2 separate regions of the Rattus norvegicus genome follow, and region 1 is linked to region 2. Evidence: chromatin contacts called from public Hi-C data. All regions are on one chromosome and are shown on one strand. Each heading gives the region's core, a stretch centred on a gene start, on an enhancer-like site or on the middle of the called end of the contact. The rest is flanking DNA. Distances are from core to core; before and after follow the strand shown. Region 1 holds the start of Txnrd2 (thioredoxin reductase 2). Region 2 holds the start of Ufd1 (ubiquitin recognition factor in ER associated degradation 1).

What was found. Hi-C and Micro-C count contacts between places; a contact is called where the count stands out from the background.
Region 1: a Hi-C map of mammary epithelial cells shows a contact between it and region 2, with 3 times the contacts expected there. The contact joins the promoter of Txnrd2 here to the promoter of Ufd1 in region 2. A contact is called at or near these places in 1 of 12 Hi-C or Micro-C datasets (mammary epithelial cells) and 1 of 1 datasets of contacts at active chromatin or transcription factors (oligodendrocytes).

The regions. Positions count from the first base shown.
Region 1 is chr11:96,071,103-96,073,802 of GRCr8, reverse strand. It overlaps Txnrd2 (thioredoxin reductase 2), which reads left to right and starts at 1,328. Exons shown (of 18, transcript NM_022584.3): 1 at 1,328-1,467. The coding sequence starts at 1,356. It overlaps Comt (catechol-O-methyltransferase), which reads right to left and starts at 1,432. Exons shown (of 5, transcript NM_012531.2): 1 at 1,266-1,432.
Region 2 is chr11:95,688,171-95,690,870 of GRCr8, reverse strand. Ufd1 (ubiquitin recognition factor in ER associated degradation 1) reads left to right here and starts at 1,448. Exons shown (of 12, transcript NM_053418.2): 1 at 1,448-1,545. The coding sequence starts at 1,543. Cdc45 (cell division cycle 45) reads right to left here and starts at 693. Exons shown (of 19, transcript NM_001105866.2): 1 at 628-693; 2 at 421-480. The coding sequence starts at 678.

The sequences.
Region 1 (2,700 bases), core at 79-2,578, 380 kb before region 2:
CACCAACCTTTATGTGTTTTCTTAAGAAGGACCCTCACAAAACCTTGCCGGTTAGCCCTTGTGAGGAAAAAGGTCACGGAACAGAAAATGGACTTCTGCTCAGTAGGAAGGATGTCTCCCTCCTTGGAAAAGTATCCCCCTCGCTGAACGAGAAGGCTGAGCTCCTTCTAAAGACCTAGACATTAACCTTATCTCAGAGAGCTCAAGGCTGTATCCCTAGGGCATCTTCAGACCCCAGAGTGTCTGCTTGAGAAAACTCAAGATGGTCGAACTGAATTCCTGCAGCTAAAGCCAGAAGCTCCCAGTCCCAGCTTCTGTGGGAGCATGGGAATTAGACCAGCAGCAAACCCATGTGAACCCTGCATAAACCACCCTTCCCTTCCCTGGTTTTTCTAACTGCTCCCTTCACTGATTCTGCACCCCTTTGTTCCCCTGGAACCATACCCACTTGTCACATCTGCTCAATTGGAGGTGATTCAGCTGGTCCCCTACCGTTCAGCAATTCCCCAGTAAAATCTGCCCAGCCATTAATTAGGATAGTGCTGTGACAAGCTGTCCTCTTGGGCCTCACCTCACCACAAACCCCTAAAAGAGGTTACAAGTAGTCATGGCAGCTCCCACTGTACTCCTAATGCATGGAGGGCCAACAAGGACCCAAAGGCTCTGGCTGGAAGACTTTATAACACTGCCCCATGCGACTCTAGCACACACCCAAAGCCTGTCCTAGTGCTCCTGCCTCACTGCCCCTGAGCTCCAAGAGGTTCCCTTCCGTGGGGTAACCTATTCTTTTGCAAGGAGTGACCCACGGGCATCCTAAGGCTTCTCTCAGAGAACACCTGTTGAGGAGATTGCTCAACAGTTTCCAACTCCACTGACCATCCCTGGGTCCTGTAACTCTGACCCTAATTTTTGCATCCCAATCCAAGAACTAAGTCAGATCGTCTTAGGATGGGCCGTGCCCTGGATGTGCTACATCCTGTCCAGGTTAAGCCCAACTCCACAGGCTCACTGAAGGACATCTACCACCCCAGCACTAATACTCAAGTTCCCTGTGAGAAGTGTGGAGACTTGCCTCGCTTCACCGACCTCCAGCCCAGATCAGACCCTTTACAAGTGTCTACATTCTCCAGCCCTGGCTCGCGCTCCCCTAGGTCAGCCCAGTTCCCACGTATGGATCCTTCAGCCCAGTCCCAGTTCCGTGTTTGCAGATTCCAACCCCGGGTCTGAGCTCCGGGCGGTGCAAAAGCGCGGGCCGCAGCACTCACCTCCTCAAGGCCACGCACAGGTCCGATCCCGACGCTTGAACGGCTCAGGCAGCGCGAAGGGCAGCCCTAACCGCCTAAGGCCCCCGGACCATGGCGGCGATTGTGGCGGCGCTGCGCGGATCCAGCGGGCGCTTCCGGCCGCAGACACGGGTTTTAACACGCGGGACGCGGGGCGCGGCGGGCGCGGCGAGCGCAGCGGGAGGTAGGGTGGGGTCGTGGGCGGTGCACGCGGAGAGGGCGCCTGTGGGAGTGTCCACAGGGGGTCGCGGTGGCGGGGCTCTGCTGGACTGTGTCCGCGTGGGCGTGCCCGCGCAGGCCCGGGTATCACGAGACCAGTGTTCTGGTTAGGAGGGGGGTCTACTCCTGCTCCAAAAGGACAGCGGGCAAGGCTGAACTGGACGCAAAAGTGAGCTCCGGGGGCTGGGGATTTAGCTCAGTGGTAGAGCGCTTACCTAGGAAGCGCAAGGCCCTGGGTTCGGTCCCCAGCTCCGAAAAAAAAGAACCAAAAAAAAAAAAAAAAAAAAAAGTGAGCTCCGGAGTCATATGGTAGATGGCATCTTCCCTAGACCCCATAGCATCCATTTAGTGTGTTCATTAGATTCCTGCTCTCTGCTTGCCCTGTTCCAGACAATAGAAAGGAACCAAAACAGGAACACTGAGTCCAGAGGCAAAGATGAAGCAGAGACTTCTTGGAGAAGAGATGTGGGCAGAAGGAGTAGGCCTAAGCACAGTGCATGAAAGCCAGAATTCGAGGGCTTCCTCCAGGAAGCTACCACCCAGCTGAGGTGTTCTGTGATATCTGCTGCCTAGGCTTTGCTCTGTAGGACAGCAAACCCACCCCAGTAGGCTTCTCATATCCTTCTTCATACTGACCCTCGAAACTTTCACTGTGGGCTTCCTCTAAGTGTTTATCAGAGAGGAGGCTCCTGGGTGTGCACAGTGGGAGAAAGCAAGTGGCCCACGATAAGCCAGCCCTACCAATAGTTTGATAGCAAACAGGCAGAGGGCACAGTGTAGGGCCTCAGAGGAGGATGACCCAATAGGAGCCCCACTCAGGCAATAGACAGGATAGGCATCAGCAATGGAAGGTAAGATCCTTCTTTAGGGTAAAGATACAGGACCTCCTATCTGTGGCTCTGCCTGTCAGGGTCCTCCCTAGGGCTGAATTGCCACCTCTTTTTTTCTCTAGGATCACATCAAAGCCATCAAATAATTTGTAACTGTTCAGGTCTTTTCAGGGACTCGAACCTGGGATAGGTTCAGATGTGGAGCTGCAAGCCATGGGCCACCTCTGACCTTCATCTGTGTGTTTCTGTGGTGGGGTGCAAGCCAGTAACCTTGAGGTATATGGGAGCCCCAGGGTTTTCTCTGCAGCCTTGCTTACTTAAGGTGGAGACAAAAACAGGTGTGGCCATTTAAAAGTATTATATTTATA
Region 2 (2,700 bases), core at 199-2,698:
TTTAAATTATAGGGGTTCTGAAAAATCCTGAGCCCAGCTCGTTGTAAAAACCACACTATGATCAAAGCCCAAACTAATAATCTTCTCGAACAGACCAGGGACTCCGGTAATTCCAGCACTGGCTATGATACCACGCCCAGCTGTCACGTTCCTTATCTCAGATTCCATCTTTTACACGTTCAAAGATTTCAGAGGTGGAACCCTTTTCACTTGGGTTACGGTAAAGACCACTATTTACTTGTCTCACCATTTGCACGACACTTCTCTAGTCTCGGTATAGGTCAGAGGATCCTTTGACTAACTCACCTCCTGTCTATTTCTTCTGGTCCCTCCCCTTCTGCGCCCCGCCTCCTGCTGGGGCCAACCCTGTCCCGTCACCTCTCGCCTCAGTCCTATCTTCCTAAGGCTTTCAAAGCTCACCTGAAGTATCTTGCAAGCACACAAGGCATCCACGTCCGAGGCCACAAAGAGAAGGACCCTCTGTAGAAGCGAACACCGACAGATGAGTTGAGTACAGGGACACCAAAGTCTGTGGCAACACCCTGACCTCCCGGCCCATCCACGGACACTCGCCCTCATCCCTCCCCTCAGATAAAGTTTTGATCAGGATCGTTGGACGGGAGTCACCTGGTTGTGGACTAGCTCGTAGAACTCCTTGCGGAAATCGGTCACGAACATAGCCACAGCGGCCGGATACCTAGAGCTGGCGCTGAGACACCGACAGCCCGGAGGTCCTCAAGACTCCCGCCAAATCACAGCTCTTCCGATTGGTCCACGCCAGCAGCCAATAGTTCTTAGTCTTTCCTCCTTTCTGATTGGGTCCTACGGGGACAGCCAATAATGCTCTGCGATTCGCAGCTGGATAAGATCCGCCCGCCCCGCAAAAAGAAGCAACATCGTTACTCCGGCTGCGAACCTTGTTGCTCGTGTTGACGCTAACTTCCAGTTACCCAAAGCCCTCTACGCTTGGCGGACATCTTTACTTCGGGAAGGAATGTCTACTATCTGACCCTGGAATAGTCAGAAAAATATACTCTTAGACATAAAGTAAATTCAGTTACACATTGTTTGAAGGCTGCAACTACGTTCTCAATACACTGTCGAATTAGAGTGAGCTATAGATTACTTCCGCCCGAATCCATGATGGCGGGGTCAACGCCGGAAGCTCTAGCTGCATTCTGGGTATTGTAGTCAGTGAAGAGAACGGACCCTACCAAGTTGTTCGGAAGGGAGTACTCATATCAAGTTGTTCGGGAGGGAGTACTATCTAAACATTTTAAGTAATCGCTGTCTTGTGAAACCAGTTATCAAGTGTTTTAATGTTTACTTTAAATAATTTTCAAACCTCAGGCCTTTCCATGACTTTCTGATTATACGCTGCTGACTCCAGGCCTCCGTACCCCGCCCCCTCCGTTCGTCACTTCCGGCGAGCCTCTCGCGGGTTCTGGGCTTCAGAGCGGTGGCCTCGGCTGCGAAGAGGGAGCTCTGGGTTTCTATTGTAAGGTTCAGGAAAAGAAGCGGCATCACCAAGCGCTGTCAGTCATGGTGAGCTGGCCGGGGATCGCGAGCCGGGTGATGCCAGAGCTGCCCCTGGCGCTCGGCAGGGAGGGCCTGGACCTGGTGGCGGAGGTGCCGAGTCACCCGGGCCTGTATCGGCCGGCTCCACTGTCCGGAGCGCTTCTGTCCCAAGTGGTATCCATAATTACGAGCCGCCTCTTTTCTTCTTAGCTTGTCCGAGTCATGACTCGTATGCCTTTCGGCGGGACTGCAGCCCTGAAGAGTAGAAAGGAACCTGTTCCTTTATGTCGGTAGTTCTCATAAGTGCTCTCGACACGCAACAGGTTTCCATGAACTCGAAGTTAACTGGAGAGTTCTTGGAGAGTGGTGCGAGGGAGGAGAATCCGAAGGACCATTAGCTTTGCCAAAGTTCCCCGGCATTTTATTTAGTAGAGATCATGTTTTAGGATGTATGTCACGTTGTGTTCATTCACGTTGCGATAATGGCAATAGGTAATATTTGGGGCGCTTTTTTTTCTATCAACGTACACTTATTTAATTCCTGCATTCCCCATGGAACATAGGTAGTTATTATACTAACCGAGAGAACTAAAACTCTGAGAGGTAGAGGCACAGAGGTTGGAAGTCAAGTCCATCTGGCTGCAATGATGCTTCACTGGCACTGACTACTGATGCCGGCACTGACTGCTTCATGTATTAGGCATCCAAGCTTTAAAGGAAGTAAACATGGATGGTAGAAGCGGTGAAGGAGGAGCAGGTGCCCATGGGTGGATGAGTTGGAAAGATACTATTAGGAGTGTGGCAATACTTTGTGTATGTTGTTTATGTTTCAAGAAGAAGCAGTAGGCTAGATGGATGGCATAGGAGAAGGAGCTTTGATGAGCACACACCCCCTAACCCATCATTCAAAAAGGGTTTTGTGGGTTATACACCTAAGACTTGAGTCAGACAGTTCTACTTCTGTGCTAGTAACTGAAGAATCATCTTTTGCAATTTATTGGAGGAGGGTGTTGGTGTGCACCTGGGCCTGAGAATAGAGGCCCGGCGCTGGGTGCGTGAGTCATTGTGCTTGGGTGCGCATCTGTGCATGTGAAGGTCAGCAGGCAATCTTGGATGTAGTCCCTCATGTCTTGACTTTGCTGGCTGGTGTGAGACAATGTTTGATACACAGTGTTCATGTCT